4 separate regions of the Mus musculus genome follow, and regions 2, 3 and 4 are each linked to region 1. A link is a contact called in public promoter capture Hi-C data. All regions are on one chromosome and are shown on one strand. Each heading gives the region's core, a stretch centred on a gene start, on an enhancer-like site or on the middle of the called end of the contact. The rest is flanking DNA. Distances are from core to core; before and after follow the strand shown.

The links. Promoter capture Hi-C pulls out the DNA fragments that hold promoters and counts their contacts.
Region 2: a promoter capture Hi-C map of hippocampal neurons shows a contact between it and region 1, with 4 times the contacts expected there. The contact joins the promoter of Golt1b here to the promoter of 5330439B14Rik in region 1. A contact is called at or near these places in 2 of 39 promoter capture datasets (hippocampal neurons and liver).
Region 3: a promoter capture Hi-C map of embryonic stem cells shows a contact between it and region 1, with 4 times the contacts expected there. The contact joins the promoter of Sult6b2 here to the promoter of 5330439B14Rik in region 1. A contact is called at or near these places in 11 of 39 promoter capture datasets (the 3T3-L1 cell line, 3T3-L1-derived adipocytes, cranial neural crest and 7 more) and 1 of 9 other capture datasets (adipose tissue).
Region 4: a promoter capture Hi-C map of stem cell-derived epiblast-like cells shows a contact between it and region 1, with 3 times the contacts expected there. The contact joins the promoter of Gys2 here to the promoter of 5330439B14Rik in region 1. A contact is called at or near these places in 8 of 39 promoter capture datasets (cranial neural crest, embryonic stem cells, hematopoietic stem and progenitor cells and 3 more) and 1 of 9 other capture datasets (adipose tissue).

What each region holds. Positions count from the first base shown.
Region 1 is chr6:142,613,307-142,615,931 of GRCm38.p6, reverse strand. 5330439B14Rik (RIKEN cDNA 5330439B14 gene) reads right to left here and starts at 1,337. Exons shown (of 2, transcript NR_037679.1): 1 at 1,002-1,337. Abcc9 (ATP-binding cassette, sub-family C (CFTR/MRP), member 9) reads left to right here. Exons shown (of 40, transcript NM_011511.2): 31 at 1,416-1,518.
Region 2 is chr6:142,385,939-142,388,563 of GRCm38.p6, reverse strand. Golt1b (golgi transport 1B) reads right to left here and starts at 1,321. Exons shown (of 5, transcript NM_025872.4): 1 at 1,195-1,321. The coding sequence starts at 1,219. It overlaps Recql (RecQ protein-like), which reads left to right and starts at 1,477. Exons shown (of 15, transcript NM_023042.3): 1 at 1,477-1,542.
Region 3 is chr6:142,803,139-142,805,763 of GRCm38.p6, reverse strand. It overlaps Sult6b2 (sulfotransferase family 6B, member 2), which reads left to right and starts at 1,298. Exons shown (of 6, transcript NM_001145390.1): 1 at 1,298-1,518. The coding sequence starts at 1,374.
Region 4 is chr6:142,471,780-142,474,404 of GRCm38.p6, reverse strand. Gys2 (glycogen synthase 2) reads left to right here and starts at 1,296. Exons shown (of 17, transcript NM_145572.2): 1 at 1,296-1,724. The coding sequence starts at 1,604.

The DNA of each region.
Region 1 (2,625 bases), core at 88-2,587:
TGGACTCTGATGGTGGGCCAAATGTACCCCGCCCAGGACTTCTTCGTTCTTTGATACAAGTGATGAGTTATTTAAAAGTTTTGCAATTTTACTGGAAGATTTTACAGGAATGGGGGGATTCTTTTAGCAAGTAGGGCTCACTAGTGAGTGGGTCAGTAATTCCTTACAAAATGACCTATAGATGGCTTATGTCAGAACAGCTGTGGCCACAGGGAGGAAAGAAGCTAACTCAGCTGGGTATGGCACCAACTTTCAAACCAGTTGCTTGTCAGCTCTGTTTTGTCTATTATTTAAGGAAAGTGATTACAAAGTCAGGATATGTTTGTTACGTAGAAGAGATATGTTTCTTTTTCTTTTTAGTGTGTATGTGTGAAATCATACCCAGGATGTTCAAGTGCTTAAGGGTCTTCTTAACTTTTAAAACAAACTTTCTATGGCATATATTCATTGTACATGGTAGTGCAAGGGGTTGGAAGTATAGGGTGAGACGTGCTCACACAGGACATACGCTTGTTGAAGGTTATTGCTAGTTCTGCTAGTAAAGTAAGCCACACAGAATTGTGTTTGATCATGTTGAGCAACAGGGATGAGCCTAAGTTTCCCATGGACATCTGATGTCTCTCCATCACCACGACTATTAGGGTGAGAAATCTCCCAACCCTAGAGGATGGAGGATTTTCTCTGATGCCACTCAGAGTATTTACAGTGCCTTGTTCACCCTCAAAACCCAGCTTCACCCCTAAAGCTATACCAAGACAATCTTTTCTGTGCTCTGGGAAGCCTGGCTTGACCCTTCCCTCTCCCCACCCTCTGTCTCTATTCAGATCACCCAAAGTAAATCTCCTTCGCTTTCACAGGGTCACTGCAAACAGACCCTGTGCTGTGCCAGCCATCTGTGAGAAGATCCCTCTATCTTCTGCTCCTTGGCACCCTACTTTCTTTCTTTGGTTAAAAAAAAAAAGAGCCAAAGAAAAAGAATATATTTGAAGGGATATATTTACCTGTTGTAAATGTATGGTTTTCTGTCTCCATTGGTTCTCATCCAGCCCAGCTCAACATCATTTGGAAAAATGAAATAAATGCCTCAAACACAGGTAGAACATACTGTGATTTCTGTAGCCCGGATGGCATAGGCCAAGTCTCACAACATTGGATCCATCAATACTGTGGTGACTTTTAATGAAGAGTTGTCATCGCAATGGCTTCTTTTCATAGCTGTAGCATGAAAATGGAGCAAACACTTGCCCTCTTGGACTCTATCCAGAACTCAGCAGAGCAACTCTGGAGTCCACTCGCCTGTCACGCATCCCATCCATGTGTCACTCTGTTACAAACCATTCAGTAGTTAACAGTGACTGGCTTTTTCTAATTCTCCTGTTAGGTGACTAACATTGTGGTGTCTTTGTTTTCTGTAGGCATGAAACCAGATTCAAGCAACGCATGCTGGAGCTGACAGACACGAACAACATTGCCTACTTATTTCTCTCAGCAGCCAACAGATGGCTGGAGGTCAGGACGGTACGTTCATTATGTTCCTTGTGCGATTTCGTAATGGAAACCAAACAGACAGGAGGCTTCGCGTGGAGAGGCAGATGTTTGGTGGAACTAGCCTTCTACGGAGAGTCAGGACCAGGCCTCCATTGACTGGACTTTAAAATAGATCAGGTTTGGTTTTGTTCCAAATGAAATTTATTTTCATGTTGTAGCTAATCACACACACACACACAAAAATGCCCCCAAAGCAAAAATCACTCTGTGTTCTCTATACCCTCCGAACTACCTAAGTTCACAGGATAGTAAATATTTATACAATGCCATTTTTTTTTTGTAAGACAAGTGACCAGGTACACTGATGTCCTTCACTGATCCAGACAAGCTTGTAAGGGAAGGTGGATTTTTTTGTTTTAAGCCAATGGAGGGTTACGTTAGTACAAAACTGTCAGCCACTAAGTCATCTACTGCTGTCTTCTCTCCTGTGTGACACACAGGAATAAGCACAGACTCTGGCACAGTATGGACTTCATGTCCCAGATTAAGTTCTTGCTGTGCCAGATCCCTCTTCACTTATAAAGTAAGAATAAGAACATGTACCTCATGGACGTGTCCCTAAAATAACAATGAAGGCGCCGGAATTGCCCTAGTATGCAAGTCTAGCTTGATTTGTTGCTGTGATAAAATATGCTATCAAAACACAAGTGAGGGAAGAAAGGGGCTTATCTCAGCTTACAATTCCTGCTTAGCCTCCCTCATTGTGGGAAGTCAAGGAAGAAACTTTAAAGAACTAGTCCTATCATAACCACCGTCAAGGGCAGAGGGAGAGAGAGAGAGGGAGAGGGAGAGAGGGGGGGGGGGGCAATACAATCTCACGCACTTGCTTCCTCTACTCTTACACCCCCTGCCTAGGGGGTGGCACTGCCCACAGTGGTATAGGACTTTCTACATCAATTAACTTAATGGACACAGTTTCCCACAGACATGCCCAAGGACTACCCAGTGTAGATAACCCCTCACTGGAACTCTCTAGCCAGGCGACTGTAGGGTTTGTCAAGTTAATCTAAGTCCCTGCTGTAGATTATTTGTATCTCCAACCAGATGCAGATTTAAAAAAAAAAAACAAAACAAACC
Region 2 (2,625 bases), core at 72-2,571, 230 kb after region 1:
TGACTAGAACCAAAGGAGCCTGACTGGACCAATAGACAACACCCCTGGGCTAGAGAAGGTAGCTGTGCAGTCCACAGTAAGACAGAGGGGACTGCCAGGGTGTGGAGGGACTCATAAAGCACCTGTGACACTCCAGTGTGCCACAACTTGAATCTAAATCTTCAAACTCCACTTGAGAATAACTTCAAGGAAGGTTTTTGTTTCACTTCAGTGGGATGTTAGAATCTTGAAAAGCTAAGGTGAATATAGTTTGAAGAAACAAAGTTCATGGTAATGAGCAAAAGTGAGGCAAAAAGAGGTCATACCCATAAAGATATCTTTAAAAAGTAACCAGCTTGGGTAGAATTTATAAATAGAAAAATAATTAAGATTGATAAGAAAACATAGAAAAATGAAGTCACAGAGAAAACGATGGAGATAGGGATAACGCTCTGCTAGTCTGCAGAAACATTTGGCTGAGATGCTCTAATCTCTGGGGCTACAAAAAAAAAAAAAAAGGCAAGACTGAAGACTGCAAAGCTGGTCAGAATGATGAGATAGGCAGAAACAGGATGCTAAAATAGAACACGCCACGAAGTACAGAATACAACACTAATAAAGAAATCCTTTCCCAGTACAGACAGGCAGAGTCCTTCATGCTTGTAATCTCATAACTTTAGAGACCGGGGCAGGATTACAAGTGGGAAGGCTAGCACTGACACAATGAGCGCAAGGCCAGCCTCGTTAACCTACAGTGTGATCCTGGCTCCTAACCCAGAAATCTAAACCATCGAAGTCAATGCTCAGAGCACAAAGTGACTTTTTAACATTAGTAAACTTGGTTGAAACTTAAACGAGCGGAAAACCGAAGTCCTTGTTAAGGGAATTTTGGGTAGGTAGGTAACAGTGGAGTCTGATCACGGCTCTCTACGCCCCCAGCCCACCCCAGCCTTGCAGGCGCTCCGCGCGGGCGGACAGTCCCATTCCCGCCACCCCGGAAACTTGGTCCGACGGCTGTTCCGTGGGACAGAGCACGGGTGCCACCGGGGCGAAGGCGGCGGCGGCACTTGGGCCGAGGCAGGTCGGCGGTCCTCCCGTCACGGCCCCCTCCCTCCCGCGGGCCGCCGCCCCACGCGCGCTCGCTCCATTCATTGCGGGGCGGAGCAGAGGCTGAGGCGGGAGCACCGGCCAACGCTGGGGCCCGGCAGCGCTTACTCTGCGTATCCGTGAGGGAGATCATGGTGGCGGCGGCGAGGACCGCGGTGCTTCGGGGCCCACGCTGCGAAGCCTGGTCCGGAGAAGAGCCTCGGCGACGCCGCCCGGGCCCGAGCCGCCACGTCTTCCGGAAACACGCAGCCGCCGCCGCCGGGCCGCAAGGCCGCGCTCCATTGGCTGCAGCGAGACCAATAGCACGCGCTCTTGTTCGGATGTGCACCCGGACGCCGCACCACGCAGCCAATCAGAGAAGGCAATGGCTTGTGATTGGTGGAGGGGGCTGATCCGGAAGGGTGGGCGCTGCATGCCGGGCGGCGGGAAGGTTTTTACGCGCGGAGCGGCTGACAGGTTCGTGGTGGTGCCGGTTCCGGCGCGTGGGTCCGCGGCTGTCTGCTGGGCGGATAGGAGCTGGGCGTCGTCTCTGCCATCGCTTTCAGGAGCCCTGGTCGCCGCAGCTTGCGCTTCTGCCTCGTCTGTGGAGCCGGCGGGGTGGAGGGATGCGCTCAGGGTTAGCGTGCGTTTTCCTTCCGCACTGATGACAGTGGACCTGGTTCACGTTTTTTGACTGACAGACCTCTTTGTAACTTAGTTCTTGGATATATTTCGTGCTACGCTATGTTTTGCTGTGAAGTTGCCTAATTTAGGCAAGGGGTAGGTTATTGGCAGCAAAGTCCAAAAATATATATATATTTGAAGTAGTGGCAGGAAATGAACTTAGACCGAATCTCTCCTAAGCGAAGAGAAAGCGCCTGTTTTTAGGTTCCGGAAAAGGCATTTTTTTTTTTCTAGGCTGTTTACAAAAGTGAAGAGATTCAGGCTCTGCCATGATACAGGACCTTAGAGTCCATGGGCAGAATAGTATCAGTCTAGGAAGTGATAAGGAGATGTTCTCATACGTGAGGAAGGAGGAGTCTTGATTTAAACCCATCCTTAAATGTCCGTTAGTTTTGTCCTTACTCTTTAATCAGGGCTTATCTGTCTTAACAGCCATGCACAGGAAGGGTACAAATTCGATAAAGGAAACAGTTCAAGTGAGAATAGGCGGGTGCAGAATCTGTCTTTGGAGAGCACTCTTAGGTTTAGCAAATATAAAATTAAGCAATATATAACACACTTTCAAACGTTTGTTTTTTGCTTTTATGTAATGGTGACAGATTGTCATTGATTGAGCAAAAAAGTTGTTCACAACAGTTCATGAACACAATGAGGTCCTTGGCCCCTAACACAGAAAACTAAAACACCACCCCAAAAAAAAGCCTGTGTTCTGAGTACGAATGACTTTAAAATTAGCAAACTGTTGAAACTTAAATAGGCAGAAAACCTAAGTTCTTCCAAGGGAATTTTGGGCAGGTTACACGTCTACCCAAATAATTACTAAAAATACAAAATTAAGCAAAATATAACATGCTTTCTAATTTTGTTTTTATGTAA
Region 3 (2,625 bases), core at 49-2,548, 190 kb before region 1:
CATTTATGTTTATGTGTATATATAACAACAAAGTTAAAGAAGAGGAGAGTGTGAATTTTGGAGGGGAGGACCTACAAGGGGTAGGAGGGAGGAGGGGGAGGGGAGAAATGACTTAAAATAATTATATTTTAATTACGTAAAAATAAGTATCTAAAAGGGAGCCAATGGGTAGTTATGCAAAAATTAGCTATCAAAAATTAATCCTGCCAATAGTTTTATTTTTAAAAAGGACCTTGAATTTCCAATCCTCCTGCCTCCACCTGCTGGGTGCTGGGATTGTAGATCTGTACCACTATACATTGTGTCTGTGTGGCTGGGCATCCATTCCTGGCTTCCTACATGCTACGTAGCTGCACCAAGTGAGCAGCCCACCCTCAAGCTCTGCTTTCTGTTGGCTTGTCCTAGAACACAGCAAGCCAGGACACTTCATTGCTGTCCTCCGTTCATGTGTTTATTCTATTAGTGCATTCTCTGTCATCTCCTGTGTATATGATCTGTTACTATGTATATGTTTCTGTTACTGCCATGGGCATCTTTCTTCTTCAGATATTTTCCCTACAGTATAACCTCTATTTTTGACACTCGATTAAAATTTTGTCCATTTCTTCATTAATGTTCCTTCCATTGTCAGACAAGCCAAATTTTCAACTGAGTTTCATTGAAATAACTGAGCATTTCTTTACTATATCTAATTGAATCTGGAATATTGTAATATTACCAACCAAGACTAAAATTGAGTGAGATAAGAATTAACTTCCTTCTCTCTACAGATTCCTGTTTGCATGTGTTCTCAGGAAATCTCTTTTTAGTGTGGTATTCTGACTATCACTGTATTTCTTCTAAACTACAGCTCATAAAGGCTGTCGCAAGAGTATTTCCCAATTCCTGGAGACATTCTTATTTCCCTGTTGCTGTGTCCCCTCAAACTTTAAATACTGACTACTTCCTATACTGTAGAAACCCAATTTTCTTAATTACTTTCAGTGACATAATTCATTGTAGTGACTAAAGACTTTACCTATTTAGGACAAAGGATTTGATAGTGGTACAATCTTAACACAGTGATTACTCCTGGCTGCCTGGTAGTTTTCTATGCAAATGAGCCTGAACTGAGTGGAAGGACACATTTTGTAACCTGTGTTATCAGAAAAATTCAGATAACATGACTTTTATAATAGACATTGGCTCAGTTGTGGTTTAAAAATTATTCTTCTAGAGAGCTGCAAAAGGTATATATAGACACATGGAATATCAGCTTGGAGATACCAAGATTCCTCTGCCACTCTGCTGAGGTTGTGACCAAGGGCCAGGTTTGTCTGTGGCTTGTGGAGGGACTGTGCTGACTATACAGCCTCTAATAGGGTCAGTGGAAGATGTCATGCCAGAGTCAGCCAAGTCTCCTCCATAAGTACATGGGCATCTTCTTCTCTACCATGTCTTCAGAAGAACTCCTTGGTTCCTTGGACTCTTTTGATGCTAGAGAAGATGACATATTTCTGGTTTCCTACCCAAAATCTGGTGAGTTTCCCCCTAAAATGTACTAAAAGATACAGAGATGCAACAGTAAGAGGTATAGAAACATTGTTTCCATTTACTTAGTGTTCTATAAGATACAGAGATGCAACAGTAAGAGGTAGAAACATTGTTTCCATTTACTTAGTGTTCTATAAGATACAGAGATGCAACAGTAAGAGGTAGAAACATTGTTTCCATTTACTTAGTGTTCTATAAGATACAGAGATGCAACAGTAAGAGGTAGAAACATTGTTTCCATTTACTTAGTGTTCTATAAGATACAGAGATGCAACAGTAAGAGGTAGAAACATTGTTTCCATTTACTTAGTGTTCTATAAGATACAGAGAAGCAACAGTAATGGAAACATTGTTTTTGTTTCCATCTCAGACATTTTTTGGGGGTGGGGGGATGACTTTCAAGGATTTAGATTTCTTACTTTAAAAAGACTCAAGTGAAATGATTGAAGCTCTGCTAAAGTTTTCCTCTTCATTTGATTTATGAAGGTGCACAAATGTTGATATATCATATGAAATAAGCAAAATAGCTATGTGATAGATTCCCATTGTATCTTGCCCAGATCGTCCTGATGACTAAACAACCTTTGCTCAGCTCATACTTAATTGTCTATAACTTTTTTCATCTACACTAATAAGAGCCGTAAATACTTTCCCTGCTAAAGTTTTACTTCAGAATCGATTCGTACAGAGTTGTACACCCATGGGTGTCATTGAGTAAGTAATGCCACTCTGTACTTTCTTGGACTTAGTTCTATGATAATTTTGTTTGTTATGTAACATCCAGTTGCCTGCTACAATTTCCTTAGTAGTGGTCACATAGAGACGGTGGCTACAGTTAAGGTGTTCAACAACGAGCAGCCACGTCCAGTCAGTTATGCAGTGTAGTCACCAGTTAGATCGGGTCATCAGTGTGGGAAGAAGCAAAGTGCACAAAGGTCAGGGGTTTTGAGAACACACACACACACACACACACACACACACACACACACACACACACTCTGCTCAATTTCAATCCCAGAGAATCTGATGCCCTCTTCTGTAGACAGCAGGCACTCACAAGATACACACACACACACACATCTGCAGGCAAAA
Region 4 (2,625 bases), core at 47-2,546, 140 kb after region 1:
AAAAAAAACTAATAAAATTTTCTATACTGTATTAACAATTTAGTTTTTGTGAGAATTTTAAAAATTCTATTTTTAAATTTTTCTATTGTATTTCTTTTTTTTCTTTTCTTTTTGTTTTGTTTGTTTGTTTGTTTTGTTGTTGTTGTTTGTTTGTTTTTTGAGACAGGGTTTCTCTGTGTAGCCCTGGCTGTCCTGGAACTCACTTTGTAAACCAGGCTGGCCTCAAACTCAGAAATCCTCCTGCCACTGCCTCCCGAGTGCTGGGATTAAAGGTGTGCGCCACCACGCCCAGCTCCTCTATTGCATTTCTTTTGCAGGTGGTATGTGTGTGACTGCTTATGTGTACCACCACACATGCATGAAGGTCAGATGATGACATGCAGGAGCTGGCTATCTATTTCTGTCATGTGGGTCCCAGGATCAAATCCAGGTCATCAGGCTTGGCCGCAAGCTCTTCACCTGCTGCACCCTCTCGCTGGCCCGAATTCTTAAAATTCAAACAAGAAGAATACTTGGGACAATTATCATTTTCTGAAAGAAAAAAAAAAGGCCTATTAATGTAGGCATGTTGATAGCAAGCTAAACTTGTAAAGAACATGGTTAAAAATCAAGCATGCTTGTAGTTGTCTTTTGGGAATATTAGAGTGTGGAAGGTGGTGTTTGTCTGTATGGGCAAACACACAAGCACATACATAGTTGTACACTGACAAATACAGAAAAGGCGGTGCACGGCCTTTACTGATGATGTAATCATCATTATGGTGAAAGTTCAGATCCTAACCTCTTCTGCAACTTTCCCCCATATTTCAATACTTTCCTGAGCACTGAATTATGAAATACTATCAATCCCATAATACTTGACATTTAAAATCCATGAACGGAACTAAAATTCATTTCTCTTTAGCCATTAAGATAGGGATTGACAATCAACCAATCAACCAAAATGACACATTCTTTATGTGCTATGCAGAAAGACACCGTGGTTTATGCCTTTGTATACCAAAAAAGTACAGCATTTAAGGAGAATCGAGATCTGGCCTCTCACCACAATCCAGCTTGTACATTTAGAATAAAATAAGTGGGAATAAAACTCAGAGTTCTAGATAAGGAGAGGCAGAGGGAAGAGCACAGCTAGGCACAGGCTGGGGTAGACTCTAGGCACCACCGTGCAGTCTGTGGAAAACTGCTTGTGTCTGAGGGAAACTCCTGCTTGTGCTTCTGCCAATGACAAAATAAGCATCCAGAGAGTGTAGGAGTTTGGTCTAAAGGCCAAAGGCCAAAGGACTGGACTCTTGTCATGCTCAGTCTGTCCTCTGGCTACCTGCCCTGCTGTGAATAGTCAGGTTTCAGCTGCGATTTTTTGTTTTGTTTTGTCTTGTTTTTTTTGTTTTTGGGTGTCTGTGTGGATTATAACTGTGAGGCACTGCCCTCTCCTGAAAGGCAGCAAGGAGCTGGGCACGCTTCATCCAGCTGCGCTGGGTTCATGTGACCTCAGATTGCTGGCTCACCCTGTAGAGGCTATCCCAAGGCTGCTGCTTTTTCTCAGTGCTGACTGCAGTCAGCTGAATCAGGTCCCAAACGGCACCACACAGCTGGAAGAAGAATGCTCAGAGGCCGCTCCTTGTCGGTGACATCCCTTGGTGGGCTCCCTGTGTGGGAAGCTGAAAGACTCCCTGTGGAAGACTTACTGCTTTTTGAAGTTTCTTGGGAGGTGACCAACAAAGGTTTGTACTACTTGCAACACTGGCCATGGTGGGCCAGAGACATAGGGGACTCCAGTGGTGATGGGGCAGCATTGGCTCTGAAGGTGTCTGTAGGTCATAAAACTCTTTCCAACAGGCAATGAAAACATAAACTTATATGTGGGGTGAAGAGGGAGAGAATCCAAAAGGGTAGTGAGTGGCTGAATAGGCTTGTTAATGTTAGAAATGTAAATGAATGTCATGGCCAAGTAGGAATTTTTTAAAACTTTTTCTAATTTTGTATTAGGTATTTTCTTCATTTACATTTCAAATGTTATCCCGAAAGTCCCCTATACCCTCCCCCCACCCCTCTCCCCTACCCACCCACTCCCACTTCTTGGCCCTGGTGTTCCCCTATACTGGGGCATATAAAGTTTGCAAGACCAAGGGGCAAGTTATTGTTTTGTCTGAGCATTTTCCTTATAAATAAGAAGCAAATTAAGAAATTCTTTTCTTAGAGGAAAAGCTATATGTGGTCAGGACTAATCAGAAATGTTACCTCTTCATGCTATTAGTGTTTAATGCTTCTAAGAATTCAAGATAAGATTGAAGTTAGAGTTTCATTTAAATTGTGTTCTACTGAGAAATATTAAAATGAATCTTTCTCCAATGCTATGCATATATAGAAAATGTGCTTTTGAAAATGAAAGATGGATGAGGCAACCTAAGTGATTTTTCTAATAGAGGTATTTATAAGGCTATGTGAAAATCAACTCTTAGAGATTTATCTTCCAGTTTTAGGATGTTGACACATGAACTCACAGTTTAGTTATGGTTGGCCTGGAAAATTACAGATTCAAGTGCTGGGATTAAAAAGTGTGTGCCATTATGCTTGTTTTAAAAATCTCAAGGGAATATTAACAGGTGAATAGATTTCCTGAAT